Regions from separate parts of the Lactuca sativa genome. Here region 2 is linked to region 1. The links are chromatin contacts, called in public Hi-C maps. All regions are on one chromosome and are shown on one strand. The core of a region is the stretch at or near the end of the contact, and the rest is flanking DNA. Distances in the headings are between cores, read along the strand shown. Region 1 holds the start of LOC111888115. Region 2 holds the start of LOC111888186.

Region 1 (3,513 bases), core at 299-2,798:
ACTGCTACCTTTATTTGAATTGCATCCATCCATTTCATCAAACTTCAGTTGCTTAGGTTTAACAAGAATACAGCACTCAGAAGATTGGTTTAAGGCTAAAGCATCTGATTCCCTAGGATCCAACTTCTTTACAGAATTTACTTCAAAGACTGCATCTGATCCAACTTTTGGATTGTAAGAAGCAGAGATGCCCAGTTCTAAGGACCCACTAGTTTGTTGACTTGAACCTCTAGCAGATTTGCAGTCGATTCCTATGTGGTCTTCAACATTCCTATGTGGCCACGTAGCAAAATCCTTGTCTCCTTGTTTGGATAAACATGAACTTGAAGTAAGGGAGACACTTGTAAAATCACCACCAGCATTTTCATCCTGAATATCAACCTATCAGAAAAGACAAGACAGATATGGCATGAATAATGTAGATTTCCCTAATTTTTATTGAATAAAACTGTTTTTTTTCTTGCTAAACCTCCCCAGTTCTTGTTATGAACAATTCAGAAAGTAATACATGTATTAAGATCAGGGAAGTGTGAAAATGGAATGTTTTGTGTTGGTTTTGCAAGTATGTTACCCTAATGAGAAAGAAAAGCATATTACATTACATATATATATTCTGTCCAATTTCAAGTAACATCTGAATGCATTGCATGCTAAAGTGTTTGTTGAAAAAAACTAAAAGGAATGGATATAACATCTTTTGGGCCTTTGAGCCCCTTCTAACTTGAGATGCAGAGGAAACTAATGGCTTGTTTACCTCGCTAGAGAGCACAGCAATTTGCTGATGTGTTGTTGGTAAAGAATAATCCTCCTCGTCATACAAATCTTCAACTCCCTGTTCAAAGAAAAAAACAAAAAAGTAAGAAAAAATCAAGAAAATTCGCAATACTAATATCGCCCCAAGAACACCAGAATCAATAGTAACGTCGACACTAAAGTTGTCGAATGATGAGTGTGAAGTCGGTGCAAGTGCGACTGTGAGAAGGAACAAGAAAATTATGAATTTTCCTGCCATTATCGATCCATAAAGTAAGTCTTCAACTCCCTGTTCAAAGAAAAAAACAAAAAGGTAAGAAAAAATCAAGAAAATTGGCAATACTAATATCGCCCCAAGAACACCAGAATCAATAGTAACGTCGACGCTAAAGTTGTGGAATTGTAAGTGTGAAGTCGGTGCAAGTGCGAGGAACAAGAAAACTATGAATTTTCCTGCCATCATCGATCCATGAAGTAAGTCTTCAACTCCCTGTTCGAAGAAAAAAACAAAAAGGTAAGAAAAAATCAAGAAAATTCGCGATACTAATATCGCCCCCAAAACATCAGAATCAATCGGGTCGTCGTCGAGAGTAAAGTTGTGGGATGATGAGTGTGAAGTCAGTGAAAGTGCGACTGCGAGAAGGAACAAGAAAACCCTGAGTTTTCCTGCCATCATCGATCGATGAAGTTTTCGTTTTCGTGGATTTCGTCGTTTGCTGTAAAAAAAATAAGCGCGGTTTGGAATTCGTTGTATGCTGTAAAAAGTAAAAGGTGAAATGAAATAAAAGGGAGAATGGCTTTTAAATAGGATGACACCGACACACCGTCATTATTTTAGAGTTTGGAACCATTTTTTATTTTTCTTTCATAAAAACCATACGTATTTCTTAATTTTTTCATATAAAAAAAATTAAAAAGAAAAAAACAATCTTTTTCTTTTCTAACAAAAGAATAACATCAGTATTAGTAAATAAATTATTTATTTTGATCTAATTTTGTCCCTAGTTATTATTAAGCAACATCCAACCCAAAACCCAAGAAAGAAAAGTAAATAAATAAATAAACCAACAGTTTGGGCTTCATTTTCAAAAACCGAAAATTATAATTTGGTTTCGGTTTTTAGATATGGTAAACCAAAGCGTAAAACGGACAGTTCATATGAAATATTTACAAAAAACATATATTTTATGTATTAAATATAAATAAACTATACGCAACTATAACACAAACAACAGGTAGTCCAAAAATAAAAATTACAACATGTGGTCGAGATGGAAAACTTAAAGACATAATTTATATATGTATCATATGATATTGTATATTTTAGAGTACGAAGGAAAGTCCATATGATGAAAACAAAATCGTTGAAGTGTCTATACCAAAAAGAGGTTGGTAACTGGAAAGAAAAATGGAAATACGTGATTGCGAAACAGATTACAAACCGAATTCATCATGACACAAAACCCGTAGATGAATTGGAGGAATTTATTGATTTCTATTGTAATTTTAAATACCCTTAGTTATTGTTATGTTTTGAATTTATTGAGAAGTAATTATCTTGGTTTTAATGATATTAAGGTTAATCCCAAGGAAAAATTATACTTAAACTCTAATCATGAGCAGGAAATGTTCCTTTAAGCGATAAGTTAACCTTAGGGTCTGTTTGATTTGAACTTACCGGGTCCAATAAGTCCTGACTGCTGACCCGGTAAGTAGTCGGACTGTTTGATAAGATAACATTTAATCTGATTCGGTCAGCCTTGCTGACCCAAAGGGCTTACTCGGTAAGATGAGAAATTATGGTTGACTGGAAAAGAGAAAAAGCCCACACTTATATTTTCGTTTATATATCATCGATTGCCCCTGGATACCTAATACGAAAAAAACTGATCGGCAAAAACAACAACAACAGTTGTCGTTGCTCCTCCTCAGCGTCTTCCACCGGTGACAGCCTCCAACCAACGATCCTTCACAGGCGACATCAGGTTCGTTTTTTTCATCCCAAATACTTCATGGTTGAAAGTCCTTCACATGCAACTTCACTGTTGACGTCCTTCACATGCAACATTGCCTCCTGTTTTTTCCTTTTGCTTTTATGTAATCAATTATGGATGAATTGTAAGCATGTGTATGAGAGCAAAAAAATTATTCCGTGATTAATTGTTAACGATTTTAAGGGTTTGTAGAAAAAAAAAATATTGTGAAAGATTATGAACTCTGAAATCTGAATGTTCTTATGAACTTGATTATGATTTTACCACACATGTGAAAGTAATTCGTTTAAATATCTCATATGTGTAAAAGATATAAGCTCCATAAGTTCTAACCAATATTAGATCCATAATTTCCTTTATTTATTTGTCTCACACCGACCACATGTATGACAACCGTCAATTTCCGGTCGAGTCAAAGTCAACTAAAGTCAACAAGTCATACCGGTCAACTCAGTTAACCCTTGTATGCTAGGGTTTACGTTATGTAATTACTAAACAACTCGCTATTCTAATGAGAGATCATAAATTGAAAAGTTCGTACATCTAGATTTCCTTAACCTAAACCCGTGGTAAGTAACGAACCAAACCGATAAAACAATGTTGCATACTCATTGGGAGTGTGTAAGATCCTTAAATATGGCTTAATGGGGTTTACGGACCTTGCGTTGCGAAGCCGAACACTCACAAATGTCACACACGAAACATCTCTCAATCGTTTTCACTCTATCTCTCTTTATCGAGAATCTCTCCCAAATCTCTCCAAGAA
Region 2 (3,513 bases), core at 660-3,159, 230 kb after region 1:
TTTGTAGATTTCGTTAAAATTTGTATATAATGTATAAACATATTTTTTACATAGCTATATCTATTTTTACATATATGTGTATTTTTTAAGTTATTATATGTATATATTTACATACTTTTATGTATTTTAAATGTATAAACATATATTTTACTTATTTATATGTATTTTTAACCATTTTACATATTTTTTTTATGTATTTTTATGTGTTATGTTTTATATGTATTTTTACGTATTTATTTATTTTTTAAGCTTTTTATATAGATGCTTATGTATTTTAAATGTATAAACATATTTTTTTACGTGTATATATATATATATATATATATATATATATATATATATATATATAATTATTTTACATATTTTTTGATGTATTTTTATGTATTATGTATTTATGTATTTTTTAAAGTTTTTTACATAGATGTTTATGTGTATTTATGTATTTTAAATGTATAAACGTATTGTTTTACATATTTATATGTATTTTTTTAAAGTATTTTACATATTTTTTGTGTGTTTTTTATGTATTATGTATGTATATGTATTTTTGCGTATTTATGTGTTTTTTAGTTTTTTTTTATATAGATGCTTAAGTATTTTTATGTATTTTAAATGTTTAATCACATTATTTTTACATATTTATGTATTTTTTACTTCAAGTCGTCTTCACTATTTCATCTAATTTGCATAACTTTTCGAATATATCTAGATGGTTTTACTACATATCCATATATTTTAAGTTTTTCCCATTCAATGTTTTATTTCAAGATAAGCTAACGGGGAAAGCTTAAAAAATGTGAGTATGTAGGAAAACCATATAGACATATTTAAAGAAGTTGTACGAATTAGATGAAATGATGAAGACAACTTGAAATAAAAAATACATAAATATGTAAAAAAATACAGTTATACATTTAAAATACATAAACATCTATATAAGAAACTTTAAAAAAATACATAAATACATAAAAAAAACATATCATAATACAAAAAAATATGTAAAATACTTAAAAATACATATAAATACGTAAAAAATACGTTTATATATTTAAAATACATAAAAATACATAAACATTTATATAAAAAACTCAAAAAATACATAAATACACAATACATAAAAAAATACCACATAAAAATAAATAAAAATTATACAAAATACGTAAAAATGCATACAAATACTTAAAAAATACGTCTATAAATTTAAAATACTTAAACAATGTAAACATATACATATGAAAACTTACAAAAAGACATAAATACGTAAAAAATATATAAATACATAATACATAAAAAATAACAATAACTACATAAAAAATATGTATATACTTAATTATATATATATAAATACGTAAAAAAATACGTTTATATATTTAAAATACATAAACATATACATATAAAAACTTAAAAATACAAAAGTACATAAAAATAAATATAAATACTTAAAAAATATGTTTATACATTATATATAAGTTTTGACAAAATCTGCAAAAAAATGTTATTATTTTAAAAAAATTAATGATTTGATCATATTACCTGGTGAATAGGTCAAATGGTGAATAGGTCAAAAGAAATAAAGTGAATAAATTAACCGGTTTTTTGAACTTTTCTATTTAAAAAGTTAAAAATTTGGAGTTTTTCTATATAAAAAATAAAATTTAAGAATTTATTAAAAGTTTTCAAAAATATTAGAACTTTTAAGTAGATTTCCCTTAAAAAAAAATATTATGTTTTTTATTTATATAAAATATCGATTTAATAGTTAAAAAACAACTCCTTTATTTTCGACTTTTTCGAGCGCGATAACACAAATCGATGAATTTGTTTTACTTATTTTTTTGTTCAAAAATTTTCAATTTCGTGCAAATCCCGGTTCGGTCTAGTTTGGTTTAAAGCCGGTCGCTGCTACGAGCAATTTCCAGACGTAAATAAGTGTCATCCTTTGAGTGGCCTTTTTTTACAATTTCAATAAAATTTAGGGTTTTACCCATCCATCCATCCATCTCTCTCACGCAACGCAACCATATGGTAAGCTTCTTCCAGTTTCTGGTAAGGTCTCACAATCTCATCTTTAAATTCCACCTTCCTTGAATCGACTTTTCTCTTTCATTTTCATTTAATGATAGTTTCGTTTTAGATACTAGTTCCTTAGATTATTATACAAGGGAAAAAGCCCTAGAAATTTAGGAATTGGGAATCATGGATCAAAACGAGGGCCATGGCGGTGGAGATGCGAACGAGCAATTCAATCGGAACGAAGCAATCTCCGCCGTCGTCGACGAGGGTTTCTTGGGGGAAGACGATGATGATTATGAGGATCTTTACAACGATGTTAATGTCGGTGAGGGTTTTCTTCAAACTCTTCGGAAGAATGATGATGTAGGGTTTAGCAATGAGGAAGAAGTTGAAAAGAAGAAAGTGGAACCACTCCCTCAGCCGGTGCATCGTCCACAACCTTTGGATGATCTCGCCGGTGGTGGCGAGACCAAGTTTGAGAACAATGATGCTGTTTCTAGTAGAGTAGAGACAAATTCGAATGTAAATGAGATGGCAGGAAGGGGATCTGGTGGACCAGTAGGGGGTGGACTTAGAGTTGAATTAGGGCAAGCTAAAGTAGGTGAAGTAGAAACTCGAACTCTGGATAACAACAACAACAACAATAACAACAGCATGCCAAACCTAGGTGCAGGACAACAACAGCCTCATCATGTTCTAACTGTAGGGAATACAGTAAACATGGCGAATTTAAGCAATGCTGGAGACGATGGTTTAGCTAGACAACCCAATGCTTTTGGTAACGGTGGTGGTGGTGGCATGAACATGGCCGGAGGTGGTGCTGCTGTTGGAGGAGGCGGTGGTGGAGGTACAATCCTTTTCGTGGGAGATTTACATTGGTGGACAACAGACTCAGAGCTTGAATCAGAACTTTGCAAGTATGGCCATGTGAAGGAGGTGAAGTTCTTTGATGAAAAAGCTAGTGGAAAATCAAAAGGGTATTGCCAAGTTGAATTCTTTGATCCTTCAGCAGCCACAGCTTGTAAGGAAGGAATGAATGGACATGTCTTCAATGGTCGACCCTGTGTTGTTGCATATGCTTCACCATACAGTGTCAAAAGAATGGGAGAAGCACAGGTCAACCGAACTCAACAGATGACCCAGTCATCCGTGGGTCAACCAAAAAGAGGTCCCGGAGATGCTCCGGTCAAACCAGGCGGCAACACCATGGTTTCCGGTGGGAATTTCCAAGGAAACACTGGAGGTGATAACAACAACAACAACAACAGAGGATTTGGAAGAGGAAATTGGGGTAGAGGAAATGGTCAAGGGATGGCGGGGCGTGGGCCCGGTGGACGAGGCGGAATGGGCGGGCGTGGGATAATGGGCGGGAGAGGAAACGGGTTCGGCCCACCACCAATGATGCATCCGCAATCCATGATGGGGCAAGGTTTCGACCCGTCTTTCGGAGGCCCAATGGGCCGAATGGGTGGCTACGGTGGTTTCCCTGGCGGCCCAACA

The links. Hi-C and Micro-C count contacts between places; a contact is called where the count stands out from the background.
Region 2: a contact with region 1 is called in a Hi-C map of seed, with 6 times the contacts expected there. The contact joins the promoter of LOC111888186 here to the promoter of LOC111888115 in region 1.

Annotation. Positions count from the first base shown.
Region 1 is chr9:160,923,383-160,926,895 of Lsat_Salinas_v11, forward strand. It overlaps LOC111888115, which reads right to left and starts at 1,549. Exons shown (of 16, transcript XR_008227180.1): 1 at 755-1,549; 2 at 1-369.
Region 2 is chr9:161,152,003-161,155,515 of Lsat_Salinas_v11, forward strand. LOC111888186 reads left to right here and starts at 1,910. Exons shown (of 2, transcript XM_023884319.3): 1 at 1,910-3,513. The coding sequence starts at 2,197.